2 separate regions of the Sus scrofa genome follow, and region 2 is linked to region 1. Evidence: chromatin contacts called from public HiChIP or PLAC-seq data. All regions are on one chromosome and are shown on one strand. Each heading gives the region's core, a stretch centred on a gene start, on an enhancer-like site or on the middle of the called end of the contact. The rest is flanking DNA. Distances are from core to core; before and after follow the strand shown. Region 1 overlaps DISP1 (protein dispatched homolog 1). Region 2 has its middle 94 kb from the start of WDR64.

Evidence for each region. HiChIP or PLAC-seq counts read pairs in DNA pulled down with a chosen protein or histone mark.
Region 2: a contact with region 1 is called in an H3K27ac HiChIP or PLAC-seq map of skeletal muscle. The contact joins two enhancer-like sites. A contact is called at or near these places in 12 of 47 Hi-C or Micro-C datasets (adipocytes, alveolar macrophages, embryonic fibroblasts and 7 more) and 2 of 2 datasets of contacts at active chromatin or transcription factors (alveolar macrophages and skeletal muscle).

Annotation. Positions count from the first base shown.
Region 1 is chr10:11,640,639-11,644,181 of Sscrofa11.1, forward strand. All of the region lies in intron 1 of DISP1 (protein dispatched homolog 1), which reads left to right. Among named protein-coding and RNA genes, the nearest start is that of DISP1, 120 kb to the left of the region's middle. Within about 2 kb of position 1,698, at least 19 of the 83 cell types and tissues checked have an H3K27ac peak or open chromatin away from gene starts, as enhancers often do. A contact at or near this core is called in alveolar macrophages, mesenteric adipose tissue, omental adipose tissue and 2 more, where this site is marked.
Region 2 is chr10:11,739,958-11,743,500 of Sscrofa11.1, forward strand. No RefSeq gene overlaps it. Among named protein-coding and RNA genes, the nearest start is that of WDR64, 94 kb to the right of the region's middle. Within about 2 kb of position 1,579, at least 31 of the 83 cell types and tissues checked have an H3K27ac peak or open chromatin away from gene starts, as enhancers often do. A contact at or near this core is called in alveolar macrophages, mesenteric adipose tissue, omental adipose tissue and 2 more, where this site is marked.

The sequences.
Region 1 (3,543 bases), core at 448-2,947:
AAATCAGAGTATTTTTTATGTGTCTTTTCATGCTTCACATGGTTTACATCTTACACCCGAATCATAGAATTGGGAACATGAACTATTTGCACTGATTATGAAAAAACATGTACTGTCTGTGTCTGAAATGATTGACCTACGGAGCAGTTTTGAAAATACGTGTTAGCCTTTCCACTCTGGGAAACGATACCGTAAAACGGATTCCTCCAGCATTTTTTTTTTTTTTTTTTTTTAATTTTGGCTGCACTCAGGGCCTGTGGACGTTGGCCCAGGCCAAGGATTGAACCTGAGGCGGGTGGCGACCTGTGCCACAGCTATGGCAATGCCAGATCCTTAACCTACTGCCCCGCAAGGAGCTTCCATCCGACACTCAGCCTAATCCGAGGTGTCTCTTTGGTTTGTATTGAATCACTCAACCTTTTTAGCAAACGGGGGACGTCTGCTTTTCAGAGTTTGCTCTGCACCAGTTCTGTCCCTTCGACTCTAACTGCTTTGAGTTCTGGGGTTGGATCAGAGCATCTGAACAGTACAAATGTTGTAACTCTTACAGCTCCGTACCCATGGTGGACAGACAGCCTTGACACACTGGCTACGTGAACATTTCTCATTTCTTAAAACTTACAATTTCTGACCACATCCCAACACAGGAAATAAAACTGGGTGTTTAGGATCAAAAGACAAATGAACTGCTTAACCTCTCAGCCTTTCAGAAAAAATATAAAACAAAGCAGCTAAAGTATATGAGAAAAATAGGACTCGGGGCAGAGGATGGCCCTTTGCTCTCTCAATTTCTATTTGTATATCATTTTAATCGCTATTTAACAGGCTCACTTATTTCAGGCTCACATACTCGATTCCACGAAAACGACTCACAGGGAACACACTAGGTGCTTATTATATGCTTGCCAAATGAGGACATGCTCCCATTTAACTGAAAAATAGGATTTCATTACCTTTGTGAGCAAACAAGAACGCCACGTGCACAATATAAATGTCATTTCAGCTCATCTAACATACTCAGGAAAGCAAATAGAATTGGCCAACATTTATAGTGGTAATTTAAGTAAGGAAGAGGAAAAGATTTATGAAAGATGTACCCAGACTCTTGCTAAGAGTTACTTTACTGATCCAATTCAAGTAAGAATAACAGGCAAAATTTGGTGTTTTTCTAAGTTTCAAGTAAATCTCAGCGTTCTCTCAGTCCAAGGAGGTCTTGCACTGTGCCTCATAACAGATACCTTGAGATATGTTTCTCAAGTTGCCTGTAGACTAAAGGATACCCCTGAGCCTTTATTCGCTGTGCCCTGCAGGGAGGAACCCATTTGGAGCTGCTCTAGGAGATCTGATTTGCTACTTCTCAAACTTCACAAAGCAGCGGGGAGTGGAGCCTGGTGTCGGATACTTAGCATTAGTGGGATACGTCTGAGTGTGATATTAAGAAACAACACGTTACCATGTAAATCAAACAGCTTTCAAGTGCTTTATGGTGATTGATCTCAGTTTGGGGCTTTATGGAAGACGTTTTAAAGATTCCTTCCCATTCTTGGGCCTCACCATGCGTGGAGGTGGTATTTTCTCATTTTCATTGATCTCGGTGGTGGTTTTTTTCCTTTGAGCTGCTAAGTTTTGAGGTTTTGAGAGGTGTGAAGTATCAGACATTCATGGTGTCTTTAGACGTGCTTGCGATCTCTTCAGCAACACACCGTAAGCTCGGTAACATGATCCTAGTTCTACTAGGGAAGAACTGTAGTCACACAGAGAGGTTGCTCGATTGTAAAGTTGCCTGTTTTGCGGTTTTAGTTGAGGCCAGATAATTTCAGATGAAATCTTATGGCCTAAAGATAGATCCGTCACTCCTTGGGGGTCCTGTTTATCACCAAAGCATCCTGTAGTTCATTCTGTTTTCATGGGGATGTGAGTCTAGAGAGCAGCCTGCCGTCTGGAGGTCGTCTGACTCTAGAATTAAAAATGCCGTCCGAAGCAGGAGTATTTTTTCTTTCATTTTCTCTTTCGTTTCCTTTGCCCTTCCTCTTTCTTTGCCTTCCTTCCTCCTTTTATTTCTTTTTTCAGCCACGCCCATGGCATGCAAGAAGTTCTGGGGCCAGGGATCAAACCCTCAACACAGCAGTGACTCGAGCCACAGCGGTGACAATGCCAGATCCTTAACCTGCTGAGCCGCCAGGGTTCAAACCCTCAACACAGCAGTGACTCGAGCCACAGCGGTGACAATGCCAGATCCTTAACCTGCTGAGCCACCAGGGAACTCCCTTTCCTTCCTATCTTCTTCCCTTCTTCCTTCTCCTTCATTTTTTTTTTTTTTTTTTTTTTTTTTTTTGGCACAAAACTTTAGGGAACTACTCTTTTACTAGAGGCTTGAGACTTCATGTTGGAGATTGACCAGGTGCTGGGGATATATTTTTCTTGAGGGCTAAATAAGCTCATTAGTCAAATTGGCCATAGCCTACACATTATTCAAATGATCCATGAGTAATTGAGGCTATGTGACAAGTTGTTTTGTATTCCCACAACACTGTTCCACATGAATCCTGCACTCTTGTCTCTCAAATTCATGTCTCATTAAGGATTTCTCTTCCCTGGACCCTCATCCCTGCCCCGTAAACTTCAAATATGATACAGATGAGACCTCTTTTCATTATAACCCCAAAGAAGTAAAGATAATCCAAATACTATAACACACACCCCTAATGTGGAGTTTTTGAATAGACAGCATTATTCTGCATTTCAAGCAATATTTCCTGAACCCATGCTGAATACTCTTCAGTAGCAATTGCTTGCTCTTATAAATTGATCAGCATTAATTAAATAAAGAATAAATCAATGGTCCTCAACCCTAGGAGTACATTAAAATCATCTGGGGAGCGTTTTAAAATGCTAATGCCCACACCCCATTAAAATATGAATTAAATCAACCTCTGGGCCCAGGGCCCTGGGTCTATAAATTTTTTTTATATAACTGAAGTGATTTTAATTTGCAGGAAGGGTTGGAACCATGGTAATAGACTTACAGCTTTGCGAATATTTGTTATATTTATTGTGTTTCCTTCAAGACTTGCTGCAGAGTCTAAGTGAATGTCTTGGCTGCCTGGTTCTTGCGTTAGATAACGGCTTATCAGAAGACTGTCTTCTAGAACTTTTTTGAAAGATTATAGATTAACATATTTTTTTTAAGGCCGCACTCTCAACTTGTGGAAGTTCCTGGAACTAGGGGTCGTGTCGGAGCTGTGGCTGTCGGCCTACACCACAGCCACAGCAACACCGGAACCGAGCCGTGTCTTTGACCGACACCGAAGCTCACAGCAGCGCCATATCCTAAACCCTGAGTGAGGCCAGGGATCGAACCCACATCCTCATGGATACTAGTCAGGTTTTTAACCCACTGAGCCACTACGGGAACTCCCTAGATTGACATTTCTGATATAGAAAACTCTACTTTTATTTTGTATATTCTTAGTTATGCAAATGAACACAAGTCTTCAGACTTAGGGTTAAAAGAAACAATTGCCGTTTAATAGAATTGGAAGT
Region 2 (3,543 bases), core at 329-2,828, 99 kb after region 1:
ACATCAGACAGTTAAACAGATACAAGCATCGAGTTAAAGCACCAAGACAGCCCAGCAGAGGCAGGCTGCTTATTGTGACCGGACAGAAGACACTATTAATGCGAGCCAACTGGACACAGCTCTCCAGATGCCCTGGGGTTGTGCAAGTCGCTTGTGTGAGCAGGTGCCTGGGTTTCCTTTGTTAGTTCTTCCTGGCGGAGCTGAAACATCCGAAAAGAATTGAAACAAAGCCACAGAAGAAACAGAATCTCCACACGCAATCCTCACGCTCAGCAAGTGTCTTCTGGTGTTTAACCAGCATTCCCTCTAGGGCTCTATTAATTTAAATGCCACTCAAAGGCCACGCTTGGAGTTCCTCTGTGGCCTAGGGGTTGGGGAATTGGCGTTGTCACTGCTATGGCTTGGGTTCGGTCCCTGGGTTGGGAACTTCCATGTGCTGCGGAGTGGCCAAAAAAAAAAAGAAAGGAAAAAAGGAAAAAACAGATGAGGGAGAGCTGGCGTTGGTGGCGTTGGTGGCGTTGGTGGGGGGAAGGCTCCCTCTCGGTAGCTAAGGGAGAGCAGAGACGGTCCCCTCCCCCCACCCCACCCCCAAGGCCACGCTGGATCCTGGGAACCACATCACGCTGTCTTTCTGGTCCCCTGTGTGTGTACAGACACACGTAGGGGCAGCTCTCAGCAGAAAGCAGAACTGCCCTGAGCACACACATGTGGACAGTGACTGCACCGGACAGAGGGCACCTTAGCAGCAGCTGCTAAGGGGATGAGAGGTTTTGCTAAGTGGAGCCACGCAGCTCCCAAAGAGCTGGATCAGGCCTGGAACCCACGGCTTCTCCCACTGGAAACCCAGTCTCCCTCCCCCTACCCCCGCCTCATCCCCTCTTGGGCACACCCAAGGCATGTGGAAGTTCCCAGGCAGGGATGGAAGCTGAGCTGCAGCTGTCCCTCCGCCACAGCTGCGGCAATGCTGGGCCCTGAACCCACTGTACTGGGTGGTGCCTGCACCACCACAGAGACAGCACTGGGTCCTTAACCTGCTGCACCACAGCGGGAACTCCGAGCCCTCTTCTCAAGATTCAGTGACGCTTGCACTGGGAGCCAATGCACTTCCGCCAGGTGGCTCCAGGTGGCTGGAAAACGGTCAAGAGTCTGGGCAATACGGGCCATGCGCGCAGAGCAGCTGGGGATTTTCTCCAGCTCAGCATCCAGAGGAGCTGAATTGCTGGGTCAGGTCTGCCAGCTGGCATGGGCTGGGCGGGGCTGGCACCTGGCTGAGAACAAAGCTTGACCCCACGGCTTTCTCCTTCTGCCCAAAGGCCCATTCTCCCTGGTCCCAAAGGGTCCGTGGGCATCCAGGACTGTCCCCAAGGGATCCCCTCCCCGGTCAAGCCTTCCAAACTCCACAGCTCATCATCTGCCCCTAGAGCCCCAGTGGAGCTGTGCCCACCAGGTTTGGCACGCCCTGCACAAACAGCCATTTGTGATAGGAGGGATGTGGACACATCGGGGGCTGATGTCATTATTACTGTTACTTTGTCACAACTTCCTCTAGGCAGACACGATGTCTAAACAGGAAAGACCAGCCTTCCTGTTTGGAGATCAGCGACTTCCAGAAGCAGCTGGCCTGCAGGGCTCCTCTCCAGCCCTCCTCCCCTTCCTGTGGTTTCTGAAGATTTCTTTTTAGTCTGGAAGACCAGTGGGAAATACCAATAAAAGCCCTGCGAAGGGAAGGAGAACCACAATAGGCTGAGTTCGCGGCCGCCAGTGCGGCCTGAGACATGGGCTCTGTTCCAGAAATCTCTCCCTTGCATTCTGCCCCCGCAGGGAGAGTGGTGGCCAGCCTGACTCCAGCACATGGCACAACCCGAGGAGGGGTGGGGACAAGTGTTCTGGCCCCCATGTGGCCTTCCACAGGCATTTCTGCCTTGGGCAGGGTCTGCTGGTCACAGGTGTGGACAGTGGGGCTGGGTGTGGATGAGGCCTCTGGCCTGGAGTCCACCTTCAGGGTTCCAGGGAGGCCAAGGGCCTTGTCCAGTATTTCCACAAAACCCTAAATTTGTTCACGATTTCACTGAGCAACTACCGTATAAGAGATGTTGCCCACAGAAGGGTCTCTGAGATACCACAGTGACTGTGTGTCTTTTTTTTTTCTTTTCTTTTTAGGGCCTCATGTGCAGCATATGGAGGTTCCCAGGTTGGGGGTTGAATAGGAGCCGCAGGGCTACTGATCTACACCACAGCCACAGCAAAGCTGGATTCTTCACCACTGAGCAAGGCCTGGGGCATCCTCATGGGTACTGGTCGGGTTTGTAACCCTCTGAGCCAATACGGGTCTTCCTGCCTGGCGGGACGAGGAGGCCCTTCGGCAGAATTGGGACCCGTGGGTCAAAGTTCCGGAAAGCAGATTTTGCATCAATACAAGAATGAAGCATATTCTCAATAAGAGAGCAGGCTGACTTTACAAAGGAGGGGCCTCCCATCCTTAGAAGTATTCGAACAGAAGCGGGATCACCCCTGCCTGCCGGCAGAATTAGAGCCAACCCCTAGACTAAAGGGGGCTCAATCTAGTCACCCCCATTCTAACTGTCCGGGCCTCCTGGGCACAGTTATCCTTGGCAAGTCCTGGCGATCCCCATTTTGGGGGACAGTCCCTGGCCGCTGTTGAGATGTGGGGGCTGGCAGGTGGACCGCTCCCTACTGAGGCACCAGGTGGGGCCATGGGGGGCGTTTCTGTCTCATGAAGCCTGGATGGAATGTGGGCCTCGAGGCGCCGTGTTTGCAGAGCCTGGCGCCCTGTCCGCCGGGCCTCTCAGCTGAGGTGGCGCTGGAGGGGCTGGCTCTTCTCGTGACCAAGAGAAGGATGTTCCCTCAGCTGTTTTCAAATCACTGTGAACTTCACACTGGGGGCAATTCTGGGATCACACTTCAAAGATGCCATGCGGTGTGGGCGTATGTGCTGTGTGTGTGTGTGGTGTGTGGTGTTGTGTGCGTTAGGTATATAGCATGTGATGTGTACGTATGTTGTGTGTGTGATGTGTGTACATATGTGGGGTATATCTGTGTGTGCATGTGGTATGTGTGAGATGTGTGCACGTGTGTACGTGTGTGTGTGTGTGCATGTGTGTGTGATATGTGGAATATGGATGTGTGTGGGGCGTGTTTATGGGGGGCTATTGGGGGGTAGGTCTCCCTGACTGTGGACGAATTTCGGAAAGAACGTAGGTGGGTAGGGGGCCGTTTTCCCGGCCAAGAGGCTCCGTGTGTGTGCAGACTGCTGGCATTTGCTCCTGTTCAGTCTGTGTGAGCTTGAGCCTCGCAGAGGTTTCTCTCCCCGAGGCGAGTGTCTATGGAGGGGGCGCGGGGCTCCTTCTGGCGGGAGGGCGGGAAGGGGAGGGGGCCCTCTGGGCACGAAGACAGGTGGCGGGAGGGGACTCAGAGTTGGCCCGTGAATTCCAGCAGCTGGGCTCCCAGCACTTTGCCACTTCTGACGTCAGGTGGCAGGAACATGCTAGATGCCTTGGAGTCCACTGATTTGGAAGGCTCCAG